3 separate regions of the Gossypium hirsutum genome follow, and regions 1 and 3 are each linked to region 2. A link is a contact called in public Hi-C data. All regions are on one chromosome and are shown on one strand. Each heading gives the region's core, a stretch centred on a gene start, on an enhancer-like site or on the middle of the called end of the contact. The rest is flanking DNA. Distances are from core to core; before and after follow the strand shown.

Region 1 (3,281 bases), core at 365-2,864, 140 kb after region 2:
AAGCGAGTTGACGTGGCCGCTATTTCCTGGAACATCCCCTGACATCGCGCTGACGTGGACGCGATTTCGAAGAAAAGGGCCCATTCCGATAAATAATAAAATACTGAGCCAATTTCAATAAATTTTTAAAAAAATAAACTTTTTTTGATAAATTACCCGAAAACAAAACCTTATTTTTGTTTATAGTTAGATTTGACATCACATCATCCAATAAAAAAGTCCATATATCTCTATTCCCTTTCTCATTAGCAGTGTGATGATATATTATTAATTGAAAATTAATTTATGAAAAGTTTTTTAAAACATATCAAAGAATAAGTGATTCATGACTTGTCATATCGCTGGGTTGATGAAGGGAATCATATTTGCAAATACACATATTGACCATCTAATATTAAAAAAAGTAATTATGTATTCTTCTAATTTCTTTGAACAAATCATTGATACGAAAGCACAACATTTTACTCCAAATTTATGAACCATTCTATCGATGTATACCAAAAGGGTAATGTTTTCACTTTGGGACTAATTATTTCATCATAAAAGTGAATGATGACACTATAACATCGTGCCAATGCTTCCTTAGGATTTCAACTTGTTGCTACACAACGGATCAATAAAATTCGAACCGTCTGATAAATTTTAAATGGAGTAAATTTTATTTTTCAAAAGGTAAATGTGGAATGGAATAGGGTAGATTGTTTTTTTCTTGGATGGTGGGTATGGAGTAAATATGGTAAATATGAAATTATCGTTTTATCTTTATATATATAATTATTAAAAGCGTAAAATTGTAATAATATTTTATAAAAAAATATATATTTTATGCTTAAATGTTTACTTAACTTTAACAGATTGAAAATATTAAAGATAATTAGCAAAATTTAAATTGAAGCGAAACAGGATGGGATGAGATAGATTCATCTAACATCCATGGAGGTGATATTGGTTTTTAAGATTATATATTCATATTGGAGTGGGATGGGTAGTGAAGCAGAACATGCCAACTGTAGAATGATGGTGAATTTAGTAATATTTACTTGTATAATTTAATTATTTTAGATAAATTTATATTAAATTTTTTAATTTGGATATTCTTTTAAAATTCTTTCAAGTTTGAATTATTTCTTTTTACTTTATTTTTCATTCCATGTTCCAAAAGAAAAATAAAAAAATTATTATAATTATCAAAACATAGTAGGGTTAATTTAGGATTTTGGGGTTTTTTTCTTTTAATATTTTCCCTGTCACTAAATTTCAAATTTTAGAATAAAGGAAATGCAGAAGTGGGGCATTTATTGTCTTGATTTGACAAGAATAATATTTTAATAGATGGGCATGGGTTCTTACACCAGCCATTGCAAAAGTGAAATCAACCCATGTAGTTATGATGATGTGATGAAGAAAAATGTGAAGGGTGGGCGGCTTACTCTACTCTTATCCTTTTGCTTTTAAGTGACTATACTTGTATAAACATGATGTAATTGGAGGGGAATCTACTCACTCATTATCACCTTCTAATTTGGCCTCATTATTTTGTACCATGATCATTTTTCAATAATGTATCATTCAATTCTTTCTATTTAAGTTTTGAATCTATAAAAAAAACACTTCAGCTTTTTAATATTCAACATTATATAAAAAGCACCCAAAGAAAATGCCAACAGCATAATAATATTATAAAGAATGCAGAAAAAATTGAAAAAAGTAGGGAGGAGAGAAAGCAACATTTATAGGCAGAGGCAGGACATAGTCATACACACCTTTGCAGATGCAATCTTCTCACCAAACCAAATGCTACCAAACCCACCTTACCTGTAATAAACTGAATCTGTTTTTTGGGTTCTTCACTTCTTCCTTTAAGGCTGCTACCATTTAGAAAGAGAGAAGCAATGATCGTGGCAACCCATCATACTATAGTTGTCCCTAACCTCAGTCCAATCTATGATAATAGGTATTGTTTACATAACTTCAACCTTTGTTCAAACCTATACTTTGATCTAAACCGGTTTTCATTGCATGCTTCATTTATTCCTTCTTCTCTGGCAATATCTCTGTTGAGTTCTTTCTCTTTTTTGTTTCTTTTCTTAAGGGGAGCTCTTCTTGAGTTAATGCATGTTTTCCAAGTTTGGGGTTGTGTTCTTGCTTGGTTGCCGAAATCAATTAGAGGAATTTTGTATCAAATTTCAAAGTTCCCTTTCTTCCTTCTTCTTCTTGTTATTTGGTGTTTCGATTCTCCCTATGATTTGTTTCCGCATTGCCTGCACTAATGAATTGATTTAATTTGCTATGGGGAAGTGAAATTGTTTTTTGTTTCTTCCATTCAACTTTTACAGGGGTTGATAAAGAACTCTTTAGGGGTTGATCAACTGTTTGGATCTAATTTTGAGGTTAGTTAAAGTAAAATTTTAATATAAAATATATATATTTTTTGTTATCTAAACCTAGAGATATCATGGTAAAGTTGATAAGTTTGATAATAAAAGATGGATTCCTAATTTTAGCCTACCCGAATGTTGGACTGAATTAAGTGAAAAATTTTTGAGTTAATCGAGTTGACGAGCTTTATTTTATCATCTAACTCGATTTAAAATTTTTTTGAATTAAGTTGAGTGAAATGAAATTTGAGTCAAGTCAAATAGTGTGAAATTGTTCGAGTTAAATTAAAAAATTTAAAAAAAAAGATACTTTAGTATGATAAACTTGAATCATTAATTAACCTATATAGGTCCCAAAATTATTATTTTAGAAAAAAAATTAAAATTTTAACTTTCTTTATATATATTTTTAGAATTTTTTAAAAAAAATTAGAATTTTTATAAATATTTTGAATTTAAAAAATTATTTTGAATTTTTTTGTAAATTTTGTTGAGAGACCAATTTGCTCATTTTCAAAATTAATAGGGACCAAAAGGATATTTGCATCAATTTGTTATTCAAATTATTCATGTTATTCAAATTGTAAAATTCAAACTCGATTCGAATTTGAAACTAGAGTTATTTATTCAAATTTGTCAAATAACTCGAATTTATTTTTTATTTTCTAAATCAAATTTTACCCACCCATAAGTCTTAGCAAATAAAACATGATATCCGTCTATAATTTTTAGCTTGAGCTATCTGGGTCTAGAGGTGCTCATGGGTTGAGCCGGGCTGGGCTCAACTAAAAATTCAGGCTCATTTATTAGGCCCGGCCAAGCATAAAAAATGAGCCTAAAATTTTGCCTAAACTTGACCCGGATAAAAATGCTAAAACCCGGGCCCGACCCGGCTCGCCCTTA
Region 2 (3,154 bases), core at 372-2,871:
TTTAATTTTTTTCTATCTTATACTCTTCTTCGGTTATTCGTCGTTTTTAGTGAAGTTTTTCTTTACCCGTGGTTTTTTATCTTTGAGTTTTTTTATGTAAATATTTGTATCTAATTTTCTTTATTCATTCTTGTTTGTTGCTTAATTTGAATTTATCTCCAACAAATATCATTAAATCTATAATAAAAATAAATTTAGTCAATCATTTTATTAAACAAGAAATATTAATAAATATAAAGATCCAGAAGAGAGAACAAATTACATTAGTAGTTTAGTTTGCAACCCCTACTAGATTAAAAAATAAACTTTCAATTGTTTTTTTTCCGATAGGCATATTACCCACGATATCTAATTGATTCTAATTTTCCGATAGGATAATAATCCATATATCTCTATTATGACAAAATTTTTAATTGAATTAATTGGATTTATTAATCAAATTTCAATTTCATTAGGTAATTATTAAAATTTCGTTCTTTTTTTTATAAAATAATTTATATTATTATGATGTGATTTGATTTGAATAAAGGGCACATTAAATATTAAATATGTAATTTTATAATTTTAATTAAAATATCAATTGATTTTTATGTTATATATATTTCTATATAAAGATTAAACGCTTTGATTTAATGAGAATATTAAAATGATTATAAATCTCATTTATATTAATTAAAATTTTTAATTATATATTATCTTATTTTTAAAAGGTTTTGTTATGTACTTATGATCATTAACTCGAGAATCAGATAAGGTCCAGGTCGCCCACCCGTGATCTGGAAGTTTGTAAAGGAAGTTTGCGGTCTCAGTTTACACTCACTTGGTGCTCGCAAGGGGAGCTTGTTGTCTCTGCTCATATATATCTAAGGAGCTTGCATGTGGGGTCACGAAGTCTAGTAAACAACCTAGAATAGTACACATGTCCTGTATGCATAGAGTCTACTAAGAAAATTAATTTTATAAACACTAACCATGTATATAAATATTCGATTGTCCCATTTAATGAGACGCAACAAAAAAAATTTACTCATCAAGTTTATATATTTTTTATACTACAATTAAATTGATTAAAATGATTTGATTCTAATTAAAAAAAAGAAACAAATATTGAATAAATAGCCACATGATGATGGAATTTTTTTTAACAAATATATAGCGGAAATTAAACTTAAAAGATTTCGATTTTATTATTTCAAAAAAAAATTACATGAAAAATTGTACATAAACAGTGGATTAATCTTATTAATCTCTTACAAATTATAATATAAAATAAGCTTTAAGTAACTTAAGAAAAAAATGTTAAAAGTATTCTCGGCCTTCAGAGACCCCATAGTGACCATAAGTCGTAAAAGCACTGCTGGGAAAGTCAACAACAGATAAATGAAGCTCAAACGTGGGACATTACCCAACACTTGCATTGCCAACCATACCAGAAAACGGTGTCGTTCCCAATCCGAATGCGAGCTTTCTCTAGATCTTCTTCCTCCTCTGAAGTCTGATCCATAATCACAGCCGTCCGATTATAAGTGCGGTGATGATCTGATGAGGACAAGACAAAAAGGACAACCAACCCCACATGATAAAAGGGTTTTTTTTAACGAAAATAAATAAATAATGATTGAATTGATGGATCAACCTTTTTAAGCTCTTCATTACGTTCACAAACTTTCTACTCTTACTACTATACACAAACAAATTCACAATTTTTATTCCTTTTTTTAGAAAGATCTGAAAATAAACGAGAAAAACAAACAAAACAAAAAAAAACCTTGGAGCTTTGGCTTTTTTTGTTTTTGGCGTGTTACTCGCAAAGCACTTTTAGTTAAGATTCGTGTATTACTGTTGAAGTTGTGAAGAAATGTGTTTTGTTTTGAATTTGATTGACTGGATCCGTTTGATACGCTGGGGATGTAGCTTCCTCACTCTTGAATTTTGAGGTAACTGCTGCGAATGGCGGGAGAGTTTCAAGAGCCTTTCAACATTAGTTTTCTGGTAAATTTTCTTGCTCTTTCTTTCCTTTTGGTTAGGTGTTTGGAATTTCTATTATGTGTTTCATCAATGGAATTATATTTGTCAACTGGATAATTGTTGTAGTGCTTACTGAATATTGTGAAACCGGTTTATGTTTAGAAATGGTGGAATCTCAATTTGTTTTTAACTAATGAAATGATAATCTCACTTATGAAGTTTAAAACAAGAAAAAAAAATTGTAGTGGTTGGTTCACTTCATTTGCAAAACGAACTTACTTCATGTTCATAGTTTGTACATATATATCCCCTTTTGGATGACTCAAGTTCATTTACTTGCTATTTAGGTTTCAGTTTCTCTAGTCCATATCTCGATTAGTTCTAGTTTGATCATGATCACTGTTTCCTATCTCAATTTTTGATGATATTATTGAATAAAATGTCATGTATTCACAAAAACATACATAATGTATCTCAGACAAAGAAATGCAATTGTTCTTAGGAGATGGTATGTATGTTAGCCATTAGTTTTGACATTAACTTATAATTATAGTATTAGATATGTTAGTTATTCTTTTTCAAACTTCAAATTATCTATGGAACCACTTTTGTGTCATTAGAAATGTCTACTATATTATTTTTGAGAAGTTGAAAATCTACAGAAGATTGTCTTTAGCTATAATGGCTTACGGTATCTCAAGTACCTCTACCAATGGGTATTTAAGTGCTGGTGAATTTTGATCTTGCTAACCATTTTTATGAGTTTCTGATCCATGAACTGGATCATAAAATACGATTTACTTTATTCTCTGATAACTTGTCCACCTATTTGATTTATTCTAACTCCACATTCTTTTCAATCTTGGCAGACAGAATCTTTGCATTCTGGTTCTATATCATTTGGCAGATTTGAAAATGAGCCCTTAGCTTGGGAAAGGAGATCCTCTTTCTCACACAATAAATATCTTGAAGAGGTTGAGAAATTCTCGAAACCAGGTTTAGTTATAGAGAAGAAAGCTTACTTTGAAGCTCACTTCAGGAAGAAGGCACTTCTTCTCCAAGGTTCATCCGAGGGCCAAACTGGAGGTGAAGATCAAACCTGTGAGAATGATGCCGTGGAGAACGAGGGTTACAGAGAATACCAAGTGGTTGAAAATCATGCTGCTGAGAACAAGCATTATGAAGA
Region 3 (2,936 bases), core at 218-2,717, 200 kb before region 2:
ACTATTAAAAGAACCAAACCTAGTTTTTGGTAACTGTACTCTAGATATGGTTCTGAACTACTGATAATGTCATGTCTTTGTTTTAAAATCCGGATACCATATTGTATTAATTTATCTCTCAGAATGAGTTCTACTGTTAGGTCATGTGTGCTTTGTGTCCATTATCTATAATACAAACACTGGTTTTTCTGTATGCAGAAAGTCCTAAGTTATTCTCACGACTTGGAACTTTTTCCAGCACTGAAAGCAGAACTTAGCATGCGACAGCCACTCTGTATTCTTGGTGATTGAGCTGTAGCTGGCATGGTGATTTCAAGGTTTCAGTTAAATATTTGGACAGAGACTGCAGGTATGGCTTGTTAGTGAGCCCTTTGCTTGTATAGCATTGTGTTTAGGTGGTTTACTTGCTCTTTTGTTGCATCCTCATTTTAATGTGATGCTGTCATTTATATTTTATTACAGTCAGCATCTAGGCAGTTCCCATTAAAAGTTATATTCAGACATTCTTTAAAATTGCACATTGTTTTTGATTCCGTGTATTCCAATAGATAGCGAGGCAGTTTCCGTGTGTGTTTCATTGTTTTGGGATTATGACAAATCTTTGATGAAAGGGGAAGTCAATTGGGGCAACAACAGCTAGCAAAACAGGAGGGGTTCCCCCCCTTTCACATAAACCCAAGGGGGACAACCCTATGATCTTGTCTGAGACAAAGACACCTTTCCCTACAAACTCAAATCTTTATTTTCTTGTAGGACTTTATGATTTTCAAGGCGTTGGTTTTTCCATTACAATTGGCTGGCCCTTGTTCATAAAATTTGTAACCTATACTCTGTGGTGGAAACCCTAAACTCAACATGTCGTCTCCATCTCCCATTACAAGAGCCATTAGAGCAAGGGCTCTTTTTGTGGTCGAGTGACACCATCTTAAAAAGGATGTTCTTTTCACATGGAAGGTCTTCGGAGTTTTTGATATGATAAACAGTCATGATTGAGCAATTCCCCACAATTGGACCAAATTCTCATTGGTGCAAATCAAAGTTGATCAGCCTCATAATATTCTTTCCTCTTTAATTATTACTTTGTTTTCTAGTTATGATTGAACCTTATCTTAAGCATCGTTACTCGAGATTGAGATTGATGTATCGAGGAGAGTCAACTCAAAACTGTGAAAATGGTGAAGTTTCAGTCCAAGCCATAGGGTGCATAACATGACAAGTAATCTTTGTGTTTGTTATAATTGTGAAGATATAATTAAAAGTTAGAATTGGTCCTATCAATAGCCACATAAATAAGACTTCAGCATACATAAGTTATAAAGGAATCCAGGAAGTTGGGCCAAACAATTTTATTGTTGGTCCAGATAAGATAAGAATGAGGCCCAATCAAAAAAGATCTAGTCAAGACAGGTTGACCTGAGCTATACAAAGACTGTCCAAGATTTATTAAAGAGGTCGGGACGGGTAACTCGGATTTTGGACAGGTTTGACCGAGTCTACAAGGCATTATCAGTCACAGAGATCTTATGCATATAATGGTGGCTCACGCGTCTTGGCTCTCAGAAACCCTACCACATTGGTCGGTAAAGCTTGCTTTAACAACCATTCCCCACCACCCATTGTTAAGACCATGGTCCTAGATTCTTGTTCTTGGTTAAAGGTTTTTTGTGAACCTTTTAGGTCCAAAAATGGGTTGTGTGGGGTTTAAAGATTGGTAGCTTATCCACTTACTGTTACATCCAACCTAAGATTTAATCACAATCATTTGATTTAAAGCTAAGTATTTACACTAGGATGGCACTTCCCTTTGGACAAAGTTCATCTGAAACAAAGAAAAAAGTGTAAACAATGTGCTACATTTGACCAATTTAAGCCATGTGCTTTGGACTTTGAATTTGGCATTCGCTTGTTAAGGTTTTAGATTAGAGCCCCCCCCAGTCCCACCCCACTCGACAAGAAACAAAAGAAAAGGCATGATCACGGGCTGAAAGCAGTTCGAGAATAAGAGAAGGGATTATAAATGTTAAACACCGACTTGGGAGTTGATGAAGGCATTGAGAAGAGAAGTTGGGATGGTAGCATAGCATGCACGCATGGTTAGATGGACATATGGGGACGATTAGCACAAGGTGTGTGTGTTAGTGGGGTAGACGCAACAGCCCAATAAGTCCACCACCCACTTTGATTTTGAATTAATTAGCAATTCATTGTATCTTCTGTTTTGTTAAATAGTAAGGGACTAAATCGAATTATATAGTTAATTATGATTTTGAAAACAAAATATTTCCTAATTCAAACATAAAAAGAAATCAATTACTTGATCGGTAAAACAAGTCAGTATGGTGTGGGCCGGGAAACAAAAGTTCAGACTTTTTCAAGAAGATTCCCAATGGACCGACTTACTAGCCTATGAAGGACCCACCATTTGGCACTTATTGGTACCACATGACATACTATTGCTATTTGTAACATCTATAATAGAGCTGCTCATGGGCCGGGCCGGGCCGGGTTTGGGTCGGGCCCAGAAAAAATTTTAACCCGGCCCAAAATATGGGCCTAGAATTTTGTCCAGGCCCGGCCCGGGAAAAAATTCATAAGCCCGGGCCCGATCGGGCCCGGCCCGTTTTTAAATAAATATCAAAAATTTATTTTAAAAATTAAAAAAAATTATTTTAAAATTATTTTAAAATTAAAAAAAAATTAAAAATGTATTTTAAAATTAAAAAAATTTAAAAAAAGTATTTTAAAAGTATTTTAAAATTAAAAAAAATAAAAAAATAAAAATATTTATTATATTCGGGCCGGGCCGGGCCAGGCCCGGGTAAAAAAAGTGGTGCCCGAGGCTTGGCCCGTTTTCTAATCGGGCCTCATTTTTTTGCCCAAACCCATATTTCGGGCCTATATTTTTACCTAAACCCTCCCATATTTCGGGCGGGCCG

The links. Hi-C and Micro-C count contacts between places; a contact is called where the count stands out from the background.
Region 1: a Hi-C map of leaf shows a contact between it and region 2, with 2.0 times the contacts expected there. The contact joins the promoter of LOC107910033 here to the promoter of LOC107910037 in region 2. A contact is called at or near these places in 9 of 34 Hi-C or Micro-C datasets (anther, hypocotyl and leaf).
Region 3: a Hi-C map of leaf shows a contact between it and region 2, with 3 times the contacts expected there. The contact joins the enhancer-like site here to the promoter of LOC107910037 in region 2. A contact is called at or near these places in 8 of 34 Hi-C or Micro-C datasets (callus, hypocotyl, leaf and 1 more).

What each region holds. Positions count from the first base shown.
Region 1 is chrD02:54,797,153-54,800,433 of Gossypium_hirsutum_v2.1, forward strand. It overlaps LOC107910033 (putative 1-phosphatidylinositol-3-phosphate 5-kinase FAB1C), which reads left to right and starts at 1,615. Exons shown (of 13, transcript XM_016837766.2): 1 at 1,615-1,954; 2 at 2,337-2,390.
Region 2 is chrD02:54,654,181-54,657,334 of Gossypium_hirsutum_v2.1, forward strand. LOC107910037 (protein WVD2-like 7) reads left to right here and starts at 1,622. Exons shown (of 9, transcript XM_016837776.2): 1 at 1,622-1,992; 2 at 2,838-3,154. The coding sequence starts at 1,951.
Region 3 is chrD02:54,452,239-54,455,174 of Gossypium_hirsutum_v2.1, forward strand. It overlaps LOC107909918 (ATP-dependent DNA helicase homolog RECG, chloroplastic), which reads left to right. Exons shown (of 19, transcript XR_001687402.2): 18 at 199-349; 19 at 754-1,004. Among protein-coding and RNA genes, the nearest start is that of LOC107909918, 15 kb to the left of the region's middle. Within about 2 kb of position 1,468, at least 8 of the 9 cell types and tissues checked have an H3K27ac peak or open chromatin away from gene starts, as enhancers often do. A contact at or near this core is called in hypocotyl and leaf, where this site is marked.